Regions from separate parts of the Mus musculus genome. Here regions 2, 3 and 4 are each linked to region 1. Evidence: chromatin contacts called from public Hi-C and HiChIP or PLAC-seq data. All regions are on one chromosome and are shown on one strand. The core of a region is the stretch at or near the end of the contact, and the rest is flanking DNA. Distances in the headings are between cores, read along the strand shown. Region 1 holds the start of Cenpu (centromere protein U). Region 2 has its middle 30 kb from the start of Gm39168. Region 3 overlaps Irf2 (interferon regulatory factor 2). Region 4 has its middle 32 kb from the start of Gm30931.

The links. A called contact is a pair of places that touch in the nucleus more often than the background predicts. HiChIP or PLAC-seq counts read pairs in DNA pulled down with a chosen protein or histone mark.
Region 2: a contact with region 1 is called in an H3K27ac HiChIP or PLAC-seq map of hepatocytes, with 6 times the contacts expected there. The contact joins the enhancer-like site here to the promoter of Cenpu in region 1. A contact is called at or near these places in 9 of 39 promoter capture datasets (the 3T3-L1 cell line, the C10 cell line, hippocampal neurons and 4 more), 17 of 484 Hi-C or Micro-C datasets (the 63-12 cell line, B cells, the G1E-ER4 cell line and 7 more), 14 of 115 datasets of contacts at active chromatin or transcription factors (the 230-238 cell line, the NIH/3T3 cell line, bone marrow-derived macrophages and 6 more) and 3 of 9 other capture datasets (adipose tissue, liver and pancreatic islet).
Region 3: a contact with region 1 is called in a Hi-C map of Th1 cells, with 5 times the contacts expected there. The contact joins the enhancer-like site here to the promoter of Cenpu in region 1. A contact is called at or near these places in 2 of 39 promoter capture datasets (fetal liver and pre-B cells), 10 of 484 Hi-C or Micro-C datasets (B cells, the Ba/F3 cell line, CD4 T cells and 7 more), 4 of 115 datasets of contacts at active chromatin or transcription factors (bone marrow-derived macrophages, effector CD8 T cells, microglia and 1 more) and 3 of 9 other capture datasets (adipose tissue, liver and pancreatic islet).
Region 4: an H3K4me3 HiChIP or PLAC-seq map of bone marrow-derived macrophages shows a contact between it and region 1, with 2.5 times the contacts expected there. The contact joins the enhancer-like site here to the promoter of Cenpu in region 1. A contact is called at or near these places in 4 of 39 promoter capture datasets (the C10 cell line, hippocampal neurons, liver and 1 more), 2 of 15 datasets of contacts at CTCF or cohesin (embryonic stem cells and pro-B cells), 8 of 484 Hi-C or Micro-C datasets (the C2C12 cell line, the G1E-ER4 cell line, brown adipocytes and 4 more), 5 of 115 datasets of contacts at active chromatin or transcription factors (bone marrow-derived macrophages, embryonic stem cells, kidney and 1 more) and 4 of 9 other capture datasets (adipose tissue, embryonic stem cells, liver and 1 more).

The regions. Positions count from the first base shown.
Region 1 is chr8:46,550,235-46,553,625 of GRCm38.p6, forward strand. Cenpu (centromere protein U) reads left to right here and starts at 1,835. Exons shown (of 13, transcript NM_027973.4): 1 at 1,835-1,893. The coding sequence starts at 1,853.
Region 2 is chr8:46,330,234-46,333,624 of GRCm38.p6, forward strand. No RefSeq gene overlaps it. Among named protein-coding and RNA genes, the nearest start is that of Gm39168, 30 kb to the left of the region's middle. Within about 2 kb of position 1,773, at least 19 of the 459 cell types and tissues checked have an H3K27ac peak or open chromatin away from gene starts, as enhancers often do. A contact at or near this core is called in the N1E-115 cell line, erythroblasts, hepatocytes and 1 more, where this site is marked.
Region 3 is chr8:46,754,633-46,758,023 of GRCm38.p6, forward strand. All of the region lies in intron 1 of Irf2 (interferon regulatory factor 2), which reads left to right. Among named protein-coding and RNA genes, the nearest start is that of Irf2, 17 kb to the left of the region's middle. Within about 2 kb of position 1,524, at least 36 of the 459 cell types and tissues checked have an H3K27ac peak or open chromatin away from gene starts, as enhancers often do. A contact at or near this core is called in Th1 cells, effector CD8 T cells and pancreatic islet, where this site is marked.
Region 4 is chr8:46,394,057-46,397,447 of GRCm38.p6, forward strand. No RefSeq gene overlaps it. Among named protein-coding and RNA genes, the nearest start is that of Gm30931, 32 kb to the left of the region's middle. Within about 2 kb of position 1,510, at least 42 of the 459 cell types and tissues checked have an H3K27ac peak or open chromatin away from gene starts, as enhancers often do. A contact at or near this core is called in bone marrow-derived macrophages, where this site is marked.

The DNA.
Region 1 (3,391 bases), core at 585-3,084:
GCACACCTTTCGATGACGAGGAAACAGAAATAACCTTGAGGGAAACGCACGTCATAAACACAAGCGTTTCATCTCAGTAGACAGGAGATGTGAAACTCTTTAGAACTTACTGAGTAGGCAGAGTGGAGGGAGGGGTAAAGAAAACAGTCTACAGTTCACAAAACAATGTACAAAACCTGGTGTCATGCAAAGCTGACCACGACTACATCTTACATGGTATCTCTACTGACCCTAGATACTCACAGACAAGTGCCCTGGAAGATGTGCGTAAGAATTCCTGGTGATGTGCTGTCGGGAATAGTAAATAGAAAACATTGATGTACCCATAGCACAGAGGAATAAAAGCGATGCAAATAGTTACTTAATGAATTCCAAAGGCAGCATGAATGAACTACAGCTGCATGCAGATGTGGACACTTTAAAAATTATGGCTTTGGTTAGGATACTTGCAGAAAACCTACCAAACGTTATTTATAGAGATAGAAATATACAATGATTATACACAGAGGCATATCGAGGCTGAAAAGCATAAAAATGCTAAAGACAAATAAAAAAAACCGTATGGTTTGTGAAAAGGGCCATTCATGGAAGAGTCTGAGAGAACTGTTACATTTTATGTTCTGATTCAGTAATATAGGTGTCTATGTTTTATTTTTACAGTGTTAAATACCCTTTGTTGGAGACAGGGTTTCTTTGTGTAGGCCTGGCTGTCCTGGAACTCACTCTGTAGGCCATGCTACCTGCTTCTGCCTCTAGGACTAAAGGCAAGCACCACCACTGCCTAGCTTGTATTCATATTTTTATTGTGATAAAATTTATAACATAAAATTGGACATTTCAGCTTTTTATTCCAGTCATTTTAAGTGTTTAAATACATCCACCTTTTTTACACAACCATCTATCTCTCCCATCACCCCCATTTCTGGCCTTTCTCATTACCACTGTGTTTTAGGTTAATCAAGAAATCATTGTTGGAGCTGGAGAGATGACTCAGCCATTTGGAGCCTCTTGCCAAAGACCTCAGAGTTTCCCAGCCTCATAACTATCTGTAACTCCAGTTTCAGGGTATCTGATGCCCTCCTCTGACCTCCACTGGGACCACGGATGTGTATATATATATGCGTGTGTGTGTGTGTATATATACATACATATGCGTATATATAATAAATATATAACATTTTGCATCGATACACATAAATCTTAAAAAAAAATTCATTGCCAAGTCCAACGTCTTGATTCAGTTTTCTTCTGAGTTTGGCCGTTTTTTTTACTTCTTATATCTTTGATCCCTTTAAATCAATTTTTCATTCTTTTGTACCACAAGAAAAATGTAAAAACAAAAGAATCGTGAGTATGGATCCAGAAGGGACCTTCCCGCTTTACGAAGGACCTGGAAGGGAGGACAAATAACGTGTCGCGTTCAACAGTGAGCTGCTACAGGGAGCTAAAAGCGGCATCTGCATTTAGCAATGCGAAGGATTTGACAGTAGTCCATCAACTAACAGCCCGCCCGGAAGCACTGGAGTTTTGGATCCGCTGGCGGCTGGCTCGGGTCCACCCACACCCACACCAGCTCCGGGTCATTTACCCGCCCACGAGGCCGGGGAGTTCTAAATTTACGGAACGGAGCGAGAGCGGGAGAGACAGCCTGCAGCAGCTAAGCCGGTTGCTTTGGACTCCGCTCCGCTGTTGGGTGTTTTCCAGGCCTGGATTTCATCGTGCTCTCGCCCAGGACGCTCTCTGGCCCCGCCCCGGAAAAGGCGGAGCATAGCGAGGACTAGGCTCTGATTGGCTGTTCAGAGCAAGACCGGCTAGGCGCGAGTTTGGAGTCCCTGCCTTTGGGAACGGTAGGATGGCTGCAAGGAGAAGTTTGAGATACTCGGGGAACCCGGGGTAAGTGCTGCCGCCCCGAAATCCGCCCAGGATGGGCTCAACCCGTCCCAGAGACTCGCTGACCCGGCCTCAATTCCCACAGCCCCGAATCCTAGAGCCAGGAGTCAAGCTGTGTGGTAGGGGAACTCAGACACCAGCGTCGCTTTCATGTGACAAGCAAATATTTAACAGTAATCATTTCTGGTCTGTCGACATTGCTTTTTATTTCTAAGACGCAGCTGTTTTCGTAATAGAAAACACGGAAGCCAAACGAAATCTCTAGCGAGGGACCAGGCAGCTGCTTGTTTAGAGCTTGGGCTGGCCTTGCCTAAATACCTAAAGGACATTCAGAGTGCTTCATGGATCTTTTCATTATATAAGAGGTGTGCATCTGAAAAGAAGTTAGTAAGCGGCCCGAAAGGTTAGCGCCACCAACTCCTGGCGAAGGATATTCTGGGCGTGTCTGGCGCGCATCCAAAGCCTGGTAGAGATTTGGATAGAAAGGTCTCCTCTGCGTAGGAAGTCTTCCGTGGGAGGATTACCTATGGAAGATGATGCTTGTAGCTACCACAGGACACAGATGGTGGGGGAATCCACATTCGGTGAGCAGTGGGAAGGAAGATTTAAAAAGGGCAAAGGAGCTTATCAGGGCATGCTGGTTTGTGCTTTTACCTTTTTTGGTTTTTCGAGACAGAATTTTTCTGTGTGGCCCTGGCTGTCCTGGAACTCAACTCTTGTAGACCAGGCTGGCCATAAACTTAGAGATCACCTGCCTCAGCCTCCCAAGTGCTGAGATGAAAGGCGTGAGCCACCACCACCTTTGAGCAAGGGAAAGGAGCTTAGAACTTGATCTGCCAAACCAGTGGTTTTTGTTGTTTCAACATCTTGAGGCTTGGAATTTATGAAATCTGTTCATTATCACTCCTAAAACACACGGATGCATACAGCAAAGATTATATAAAATGGTTACTGTAGAGATTTCCTTTAGGAAAGAAAGAGGTTTCTGTAGAGTTTGGAAACTGCTCCAGGACTCCAGCCCACAGCTAGAAGGGAATTTCTCTGGTTTTGGAGCACACACAAGAAACAGGTAGAGGGGCTGGTGAGATGGCTCAGCAGGTAAAAGCACTGACTGCTCTTCTGAAGGTCCTGAGTTCAAATCCCAGCAACCACATGGTGGCTCACAATCACCCGTAATGAGATCTGACACCCTATTCTGGTGGGTCTGAAGACAGCTACAATGTACTTGTGTATAATAATACCTAAATCTTTGGGCTAGAGCCAGCAGGGACTGAGCAAGTGGAGTTGACCGGAGCGAGCAGAGCAGAGGTCCTAAAAGCTCAATTCCCAACAACCACATGAAGGCTCAGGCTCACAACCATCTGTACAGCTACAGTGTACTCCTATACATAAAATAAACAAATCATAAAAAAAAAGAGTCAGATGGAAAAGAGTTCAGGCTAGGCAATTTATGCCTCCAGGTTGTCCCACCTACTTCTGTTTCGAGGTGCCATTCAGAAGT
Region 2 (3,391 bases), core at 523-3,022, 220 kb before region 1:
ATCTTTCCTCTCCTTTCTTTCCCCTTTCTTCCCCCTTCTTCTTGTCTTCTTCCCCCAATTCCCTCACCCCTCACTATCACCTCAAGCACACCTCAAATTCCCCCCTGCCCCAGCCTCTTGTACTATAGAGGTACATCGCGATGCGTACTGTAAGAATCAATGATGCTTTTATTGGTTTTGTTTTCAGTGACGGGAATCGAATCCAGGATCACGCATATCAGGCATTCTTGCCTTCGGCTTGTCTGGTGTTCTTCTCAAAGTTAGCCTTAGCTTCCAAGTTATTGGAGGAAGCCCCCAGCAGTGAGATGCCTGCTCTCTCACCATATCATGAGTGTCTGCTTCCACTTTGCCTTATCACTACTGATGTTACTCGGAATCACTGGACCAAGGGACTCTGTACCACTCTCTGGAATTGAGCACTGCAGTTTTGAGTAAGGAATGTGACTGGGTGAAAACTGTATTTTAAGAAAGTGCTTACTACACAAACATGAGAGCTTGAATGGAGCCACACCACTCATTTGAAAAGCCAGCTGCAGCAGCAACTCTGGAAAAATGGGGCAGGGGGACCCCTGGGACTTACTGGCCAGTCCATTTAGCAAATTAGTGAGCTCTAATTGCATACACTTGCACACAGGTGTGTGTGTGTGTGTGTGTGTGTGTGTGTGTGTGTGTGTACAGAAAACGGTATTCTGAATTGAAAAGTCCACTCATGGCTTATGCACTGAGTTGGAGCACCATGGCCTTACGTTGTGCCTACACTGGTCTAGATGATTCATGGGACTTTCCTCATGGATGCTTCCTTCTTGCACACCAATAAGCCCAGCAGAAGCTAGAGAAACACTGTCTATCAGAAGTGCATGGAGTAGGGCGAGTCTGCTGAATATCAGAGCTGGACAGCACAGTCCTCTGTAGTGTTGGTTGTCCCTCTGTAACCATGTGGCTTGCTGTCGCTGCCCAGCATCTTGGAGGGTTGGACCACATCTTGCTACCTCATGGAGAGCTCTGATTTTAAAATCAATGTGTATTTCCAACTGGATGTGCATCTTGCTTCCACCGCTGTGAAGTCAGAAAGCATGTGTCTAGTGTCTAAGCAGTGGACTGTGTCTATTTAATCCTCTCATTGACTCCCGTTTGACTGACAAGGGAACTGGAGCTTTTAGGGGACATATTATCTATTACACAACCAAGAAGTGGTCAAACTTGTCTCTGAAGTAAAAAAAAAAAAAAAAAAAAAAAGGTCTACTTTATCACTGTGCCATTTGGGTATCACCCACTATCACGGGGGTGGGGGGTGGAGTACCCTGTTAGAATGTGCTTAGGTACCAGGGTTCAAATTTGGAGTCAGATTCTCCAGTCCCACCTCCAGAGATTCTGTCCCAGTGGTGTGATGGCAAGACCTAAGTTTCTCTGTTTCAGATGGATTTATTTAAGTGTGAGTGTTTGGCCTGCATATATATTGGGCATCACATGCATGCCCGGTGTCCATGGAGATCAGAAGAAGACAGTGGACTTCCTGTAACTAGAGTTATGGATGGTTATAGGCCACCATATTGGTGCTGGGAACTGAACCCTGGTCCTCTGCAAGAGCTAGAGGTGTTCTTCACTCCTGAGCCCTCTCTCTGGCCCTGGTTTTTCTATTTTAGTATGCTCCCAGGCCATGTGCCCACGAGGACCAAGAACAAAGGATGTTCAGTGAACCTTATAACCATTACATCCCTGAGTGGTTGGCCTGCAGCTTTATCTGGGACGAGCAGTCATGAAGAGGACACGCCTGGGGAATATTGGCAGGGCTCCATCACTAGCTGGATGCAGAGGCAACGAGAGGCAGGCGGCACTGAGCCTGGTACCTGAGGAAATATCTGTATCCAAGACAGGAACACTGCTAAAGGGGAGAAGAGATGATGATCTGAACTTGATTTTGAGATGAGGTAGATTGGCCTGGGGATGGAATTCCCACCAGAGGCTCTCCTAGAGAGTTGACAAGCTAAAGAAAGACACCCCAGGCATATGGGTTTTCTGTGTAAAGCTGCAAGGGGAAGGCCTAGGAAGTGAGCTCGTTTTAGACTCAAGGGGAGGGCGTAAGGGAACCCCATCTCAGACCACTCTTCTGGTAGAATAGTGGACAGTGACTAGAACCAGGTCCCACCATTTACCCCATCATCAGGCTACTATTGTCAATGGGCAGGAACAGAACTGAGAGTATTTAGGGTCACTGGGGGACATCTCCCTGTGTCTTCTAAATGGAGTTCTGTAACTGGATTCATGTATCCTCAAAGGTCTTGAGCTGGGATGGTGGATCTGGAGCCATCCCATCTCAAGACGCTGACGCGGAGAGTGACACGGATGGCTAAGCCCCGTTTTGGCAAGATGCAGCTCAGTGGTGTTTCTGCCCTGGATTCAGGCCCTTGCAGCAAAATTGGAATAGAGAATCCATGTCACTACCCCCCCCCCTCCCCAGGCAAACACATGGTTCTTTTTGCTCCAGCGATCATTTTCTTAGTTCTGATACTTGGTACCTGCTGGGACCAAGCTCACGCCAGGCCCTGTTTCCACACCTGCTCTTTCCTGACCTGTAATAACCTTTTCCCTTGTTCCCAGGACCTGCCCTGCCCCAGGGACACTGCCAGCTGTCACTCATCAGGAGGCACCTCCTCTGGCTGCTGGTTAGAAAAGCCAACTGGGTGGGTCCATAATGCTTTGCTCTGGGCCAATTCTGTCATTAAGGAAGGGAAAGAAAACCCAACCCACACACTTTTGTCAATGTTTGCTGGAACCTACTTAGCCTTCATGTTGAGCTGTTAACAGTTGACATTCTCAAAAGAGGGTTTTAGAAAAGGCTGGCTGACGTTGTCAGTTGAAGTCTCTAATATTTTTTGGGGGGCTGTTGGTCTCTGCGCATTGGTGGACAGAAATTTGTATGCCATCAAAATTCTTTCCCTTTCCTTATCAAAGACCTCAAAGCCAAGAACACGTCAGAGTACTATGAGGAACAGTGCTCTCACAATTAGCCACTTAATCAGCATGTCTCATGTGGCCCATTTGATACAGCTGTAGACAGAAACCATTTCTAGTTCCCCTCTGTACACCCTCCTCTTTCTCCATCCTCTTCCTTCCTTCCCAAAGCTCTAAGCTGAATTTGTTGTATTGTTTTTGGGATTATTTGTAAACTTAAAAAAAAAAAAGAAACAACCTTGCTACTGTGGGGGTTGGAACAGTGGTTCATCAGGCAAGAGCACTGGTTACTCTTCCACAGGACCAGCATTCAATCCCAGCAGCCACATGCAGTGGCTCACAACTGTCTGAAAGTCCAGTCTCAGGGGATTGGACACCCTCTTTTTGCTTCTGGTGACAGTGCATATATATGGTGGACAAACTTGCAGGCAAAATACCC
Region 3 (3,391 bases), core at 274-2,773, 200 kb after region 1:
ATTAAGATGACCGTGTGGTATAACCCAACTAAGGCAACACTCATAAAACTTCACTGCCCTAATGAGATTTCTGCTTATCACTGAATCTCCTTCAGACTAAGGAGGCACCGGCAGGTCTCCAAAAAAAAAAAAAAAAAATCTTGGAATGGGATGGATTTCTGTATTATGATAAATCCCCAAGGTTATAAAGATTTTCTTAGAGATATGTGCCTAGCCATTCATGCTTTTAATCACTATTCTATACCAGGATTCTATAAAACTTTAGATAAGGAAAAGAGGTTTTGTTGAATAAAGTATGCTTTATTCTAAGGTTATAAAGGTATATTCATGTTAGCAGAAACTGACTTAGAGGTGTCTGTTGATCTACACCAGACTTCTAAAACATGTAGGTAAAGAACAATCCATGTTTGATAAATAAGGTTTATGAATTCTGAAAGTCTACTCGGAGTAATGGTAATTGTCTTAAAGGTCTATGTCTAGCCTCTGTCTTTGCTAACTCTGTTAAGCTTTAGATATTTGGATAAACTGAATTATACCAGAAACTATGGTACTTTGTAATGGTGTGCTATGAAAGAGTCAAGTAAAGTAAGGTGTGCAGTCTCTTTGTGAACTTTATTTTTGGTCTAAGAAAGCTCCCAGTTTCCCTGTGAACTGAAGTCATGGACTTATTTTGATGCTAAAGGATCTTCAATTAAATCTTCAACTCAAATTTTAAGGCTCAGACTTAACAGGGATAAAGCTTTAAAGTACTAATTTTATAAAAGCGACTAACTTGTTGTAAAAGCTTAAAGATAATTAAGATATGCAAGTCGGTGCTCACCTTATAAATGTTCCAGTTGACATTCACACCTGCAGTCATGCTGAGTCCAAATGGCATTCATTTACAGTCACAAGCTTTCTTTAGCTTCTTCTTTAGGTTTGCAAGGCTAAGCCTAAAACAAGTAACTAAAGATGAAGTTTGTTTAAAATCAGCTAGACTTAATAGATAACAGTCTTCAAACTCTTCAGAGATCTCCCGAAAATGGCATTTCAAATGTTTAATGTAAAAAACTTCCCATGATTGATAGACAGAAAGGCCAGCGCTTAGTGTCAGTTCTAGGGTCTCCAAAGATGATGGGGTGCAGTCAACTCTACTTGGGTTGTGGTCACATCAGCCACTGCTTCATGTCTCACCCGCTGCCAGGGTCCTGCCCAACCTGTGGACCCTGTTGCGTTGACTGCTCTGTTTTGCCTCATCAATATAGGTCACTGTTTTCAAGTTCCTTTTCCACAGGAAAATCTCTGACCTTCTGGGTTTGGCAGCAGCAGGCCTGTGCTGTCCTGTGTGGCAGCTGTAGACCAACCCCTGCCACCCTCCTCCACCCTCAACCCCAGAAAAAACAAAAAAAGCAAAACAAAAACCAAACAAACCAAAAAACCAAAACCAAAACCAAAACCATCTGGGAGGCTAGGGTAGCTAGCTGGTAAGTCTCTGTCATTTTAATTGATACATAGATCATTTGGATTATACTTCCTGCTACAGTTTATCCGTCTCAGATCTCTGATGGTGTTGACGGCTCACTAGCTACATCAGTTTAACAGCATCAAAGCAAGACAACTCCTCCCACTAAGGCTGCTGCAGTTGCCCGGACTGTTCATTTCATATTACCTCAGGTCTCACTTTCCTAGAGGGTCTAGGTCTCCTGCTGAAAAAGACAGGCACCGAGACAGTTTACCTTGCTGGAAGCCTTCCCACAGATAAAGGTAAACTCACAAAGCAGGTTTCAATGTAACGTTTTACTGTTTCTTTATTTAAAAAGGCACTTGCTTTGCCATGGCTGCTCCTGGTAATCAATCGCCGGTGCCTCATGGTAAATCAAAGTCTTATTGGTGTTACTCACCACAGTATTCACTCGCAGGGGCATGGGGTATTCAAAGGCAGGCACTGAAGTCCCATCCTAGCCTGGGAATGACTCTTGGGAGTGGAACCTCGGAGTTCCCAGCATCTATACTGCAGTACCATACTGTACCCTATCCTATAGCTGGTGTACTCCAGGCAGAATTCCCTCAGCTGTCCTTACTGTTGTAGGGAGGAAGGGGTCTTGTGAATCCGTTACATTTCCGGGACTTCCTGAGACCCGGGAGTTGTTTAATATCCCCAGTCTTTTGGAGCGTCTCCATAGAGCAGGATGTTTCACTTCAGATGTGCTCTTTATACAGTAGGCCCAGCATCTGCATGCTGTCTCAGAGGGAAGTCCGTGAGCTCAGCCTTAGGACCGTCCTCTTTGTAATGGTTCAGTACTATACTATGTGGACAGAAAAAATGTATTGCTGTAATAACAGATCTCTTAAGTAAATCGAGACAATTGAATGTTTGTCATGAATCATCAATAGGCCGTGGAACCTCTTGTTTCTGAGACAGGGTTTTAGGATGAAGTTGAGATCCATCTCAAAGTTGTGATCTTACTGCCTCGGCCTCCTTGTCCAAGTGTGTGCTGCCGAGCACAGCCCCGGAATGAGGGACATCTTACTGATTCTTACAAGAGCTATAGTGGATGAAGACGTGTCACAGTAAATTCATTGTTAGTTGAGATTTATGCTCAAATTTTTACTTCATTCTTTTTGGAAAATTGACTTTATTCAACGACACAGCCTGGCAAGTTAATGCAGATGATTTACAGTGGACTGTAAATATGGGAACGATGCATAAGATTGCATCTAATACAAGGTGGGGTAGTAGAAGTCTCAGAACTTCTGATTACTCCATCCCCCCCCTTTTAAGGACATTAATTTATTTTTATTCATGAGCCTGCATGTATGTCTCTGTGTACTAAGTGCATTGCATGCCCATGCAGGTCAGAGTGGGCATCAGATCTCCAGGAAGTGGAGTTATAGATGGTTGTGGGCTACAGTGTGGGCGCTAGGAACCAAACTAGGGCCCTCTGCAAAAGCAGCCGGTGCTCTGAATAGCTATTTCTTCAGCCCTGGGGAAAAAACCTCTCCTCGCCCCCCAAGATCCCCTAAAATTAACTGTAAGTACTGTGCAAATGAACATGACAGGGAAGAAATTAAGCTGAAGATGGCTCTGCAAACAAGTTTAAAGAAAACTCTCTCTCTGGAGTTAATTCCTTCAGCAGATGCTTGCGAGCAGCTGTGTGTGAAACACTGTACTGGGAAGATGTAAAACTGAAAAATCCCAAGCGGTGCTCTCCAAGATCTTATCGTTTAGTGATGGAGGAAGCAGGCGACATAACTGTCTGCGGTGACAAAGAAAAGAATGAAGACGTATGAGCATCAGAGAAGCATAACAAGTATGAAACTACTCAAATAAAGAAAATATCTAATAAAATAAAATAAAAATCAATAAAAAGAAGAGAAACTACTCACGGGACGAGGGAGGAGGTGACACCAT
Region 4 (3,391 bases), core at 260-2,759, 160 kb before region 1:
TCCATTCAGCTATGGATCCATCAAGGAAGAAATCTATTAATGAAGTTAGGTCTTCGTGGTCCAATCACCTCTCAATAGCGCCAACAGCTGGGGATGAAGCCTCAACCAACAACCTTTGGAGCTGCTTTTTAAAAAGTCCAAACCAGAACAAATTAGAATAATGTCCAGAGGACAACAAAGGCAGGTCTGGTATTGAAAAGATTTTGCTCAATTTTAACTCTAAAGGGAGAGTCTTTGGTCTTGACCTAAAGTGTTGGTAAGGCTCTTCGGTCTGGTACTCAATACTACCCCACAACCCAAGGCTAATGATATTTCCAACCCTCACCTCACTTTTCTACACGAACCTCTCATTTCAGGAGCAACTGTGCACTCAGGTTCGCTGTCCCTTAGCCTTTACGCAGATCTTTCCTTTTACCAAGAATGATCTTCAGGAGAGGTCCCTAGGGGCCCGAGCCACTAGAAAAGAATGTTAGAGCACTCAAGGTTTTCTCTTAAAACATTTCTTATAATTTTATATGCATGGGGGTTCCTCCTGTGCATAGTCTGTGCATCACATGCATGCCTTGGTGTAGGTGAAGGCCATGATAGGGGGTCAGATGCCCTAGAACTGAAGTTACAGATTGTAGTGAGCAGGTATGTGGGTGCTGAGACTAGAACCCTGGTCCTCTGGAAGAGCAGACAGTGCTCTTAACTGCTGAGCCATCTCTCCAGCCTTAGCAGTTTTCTTTTTACTGAGGAGCACCAGATTGGTTTATTTTCAATATCCTGTCACTCTTTGATGTTTTGTTTGTGTCTATGCCTCCGGGGATCAAACAGCATGCTCTTCCTACTGCTGCGCTGACATCCCTGTCCCCTTTGCATCCAGAACACCGCCTCCTCCTTTGAAGTTAGGTATGGCTGATATGACTAAGTTCTAGCTGAGAGAACCATGTGAAATTTTCCACTGTTGCAACAGAGGCAGCAGCTTACTCTGGGAAAATCACAGTAGCCTAGGAAACTGACTGGTGGGGATGGAAGCTAAATGGTTGACAACCTGGGACCCGACTCGCCACCTGCCTGGCAGGGACTACCCATCCTTCAGGAGCCAACATACACAGTTTGGACTTTGTGTATTTTAGAGTGAACTCACGTTGACTAATACACATTAGGGCGAGAGCTTATTATAACACATATTGGCTGCTATTGTTTCTATATTTTTTGGCTGTTCAGCCAAGACTTGTAAGGCTTGGGTCTGGAAACCTGACCAAAGGGATGAGGGGATGAAGAAAGACACACAGACACAGAGACAGAAAAGCCGTGATTAGGTGGGCTGTGTTTAGTCTGATACAATGGCACCAACAATTTAAAGACTCAGAACCCCAGTGTGTTCACTATGTACAGCACAAGGGTAGGGGTGGGGATGGCAGAAATGTTCATCACTTTCTGTAGGTCTCTGCAGATCTCTGTAGACCAGCAGTCTGTAAATACCCAGGAAGAGGAAGTACCAGTTCCTAGTTTTGGGTTTGGGGTGTTTTTTTTTTCCTCACACTGATCAGTCATTTGTAAACACTCAAAGTGGAAGTGTCTTACCTCTCCCATGGGTCTGAAGAATTAGGGTTCTTGACTTCACTGTCCCCATGTCAACAATACACATTCACTCAGGACTTTATCCACTCTCTACACATTCACTCAAGGTTCCTTTAGCTCCCACAGTCTTCTCTGCTTTGATTAGATGCAACTTCCCCATGGACATATCCATTTCAAAAGCATCTTCCCCCAGACGGATTTCCAGCATAGAGACATGCATAAGCAAGCCTTTGGTAAAGAAGGAGTCATGGAATACTTCTCAAATAGGATGAATCTGGGTCTGCTTTTATTATTACTGTTCTTGCTTTCATGAAGGTTATTTTCCAGGCTTCTCTAAGATGCTATGTCCTTCATATAAAATAGTGTAGTACCTGTGTATGATCTGGGAGCATCCTTCTGGACATGCCACATAACCTCAAGATTATGTATAATATAAATAATATATTATATCTAATATAACACACATACAATCTCATAGTGCATTACATGCTATTGTAAACAATCATTGCATACTATTATTCAGAGAATAAGGACAAGAAAATACCTGTATATTTGGTAGATGTACAATTTTTTCCAAATATCTACTTGGTCGTATCTGTGGAACTCCCTCAATATGGGAGTCATTGAAAAATTATTTTTGCAGTGCTAGGATCAAACTCAAGGTTTTGCCCACACTAGCAAGCACTTGTCCACTGAGCTACATCTCCAGCTCTCCTCAGTTTCTTTTTTTTTTTTAAGATTTATTTATTTTATTTATGTAAGTACACTGTCGTTGTCTTCAGACACACCAGAAGAGGGCATCAGATCTCATTGTACATGGTTGTGAGCCACCATGTGGTTGCTGGGAATTGAACCCAGTGCTGGAAGAACAATCAGTGCTCTTAACTGTTGAGCCATTTCTCCAGCCCCTCTCATCAGGTTTTAATAATGAATGTTTTTAAGTTAGCATATAAAATAGTAGGTTCATAATGGCATTTCATACATGTGTATCATAGTACTTTGTTCATGTCCACCTCCTCTTACCTTCTCTTGTCCCCCCTCCTTAACCCAATTGTCCCCATAACCTTACACCTGCTTTCATGTCTATGGTACACATCTAGATACTGCATATGAGGGAAAGTATGTGATATCCTTCTTGCAATTGGTAAGTTTTGCTGTTAAAGAAGTTGAGATCTAATGTAGTCTTAGTGAGTAGCAATCTAAGGAAAATTTACAATGGATGTGTCTGAAATACTCTTAGAATTTCACTGAGAGATATTTGCCACTGCAATCCTGGGATGCCATGAAAATAAATATAGGACAGGGAAATAGGTTAGGAAGAGGCTCAATGTTTCCTGATCCAGCTCTACCACCTCTACTGTGTCCTTCAACTGCAGTTCCCAAGGGCACACTGTGGACCAGCAGTTAAATAGCATTCAACTGTACATCTGTATGCTTGCCCCCACTCAAGGGCTAAGGTGATAATGTGATCAAAATCTATGTTTTGATTTGTTTTAACTAAATGTAGAGCACAAAATGGATAGTGCACTTCCATGGGAGGAAGAAAGATCACAGGAAAACTCCTTTAGTAAGTATAAATATGAGATGGAAAAATAAACACATTTTTAACGTGATTTGGTAGAAGAAATATTTTCTTTACCAGGACACTAGAAAACCTGCCAAGAGTTATCAAACAAGGAAGTCCAAGGTTCCATTGCAGGATCTCAATAAATATTTGTTGATTTACTGGTCGGTGTGCTAATTCAAGCAGAGAAGGAATTCTGTCTCTGTTTTAAAGTCAGATATTCTAAGTGCTCATTCAGAACAAAAATATGCTTTGTCTTCC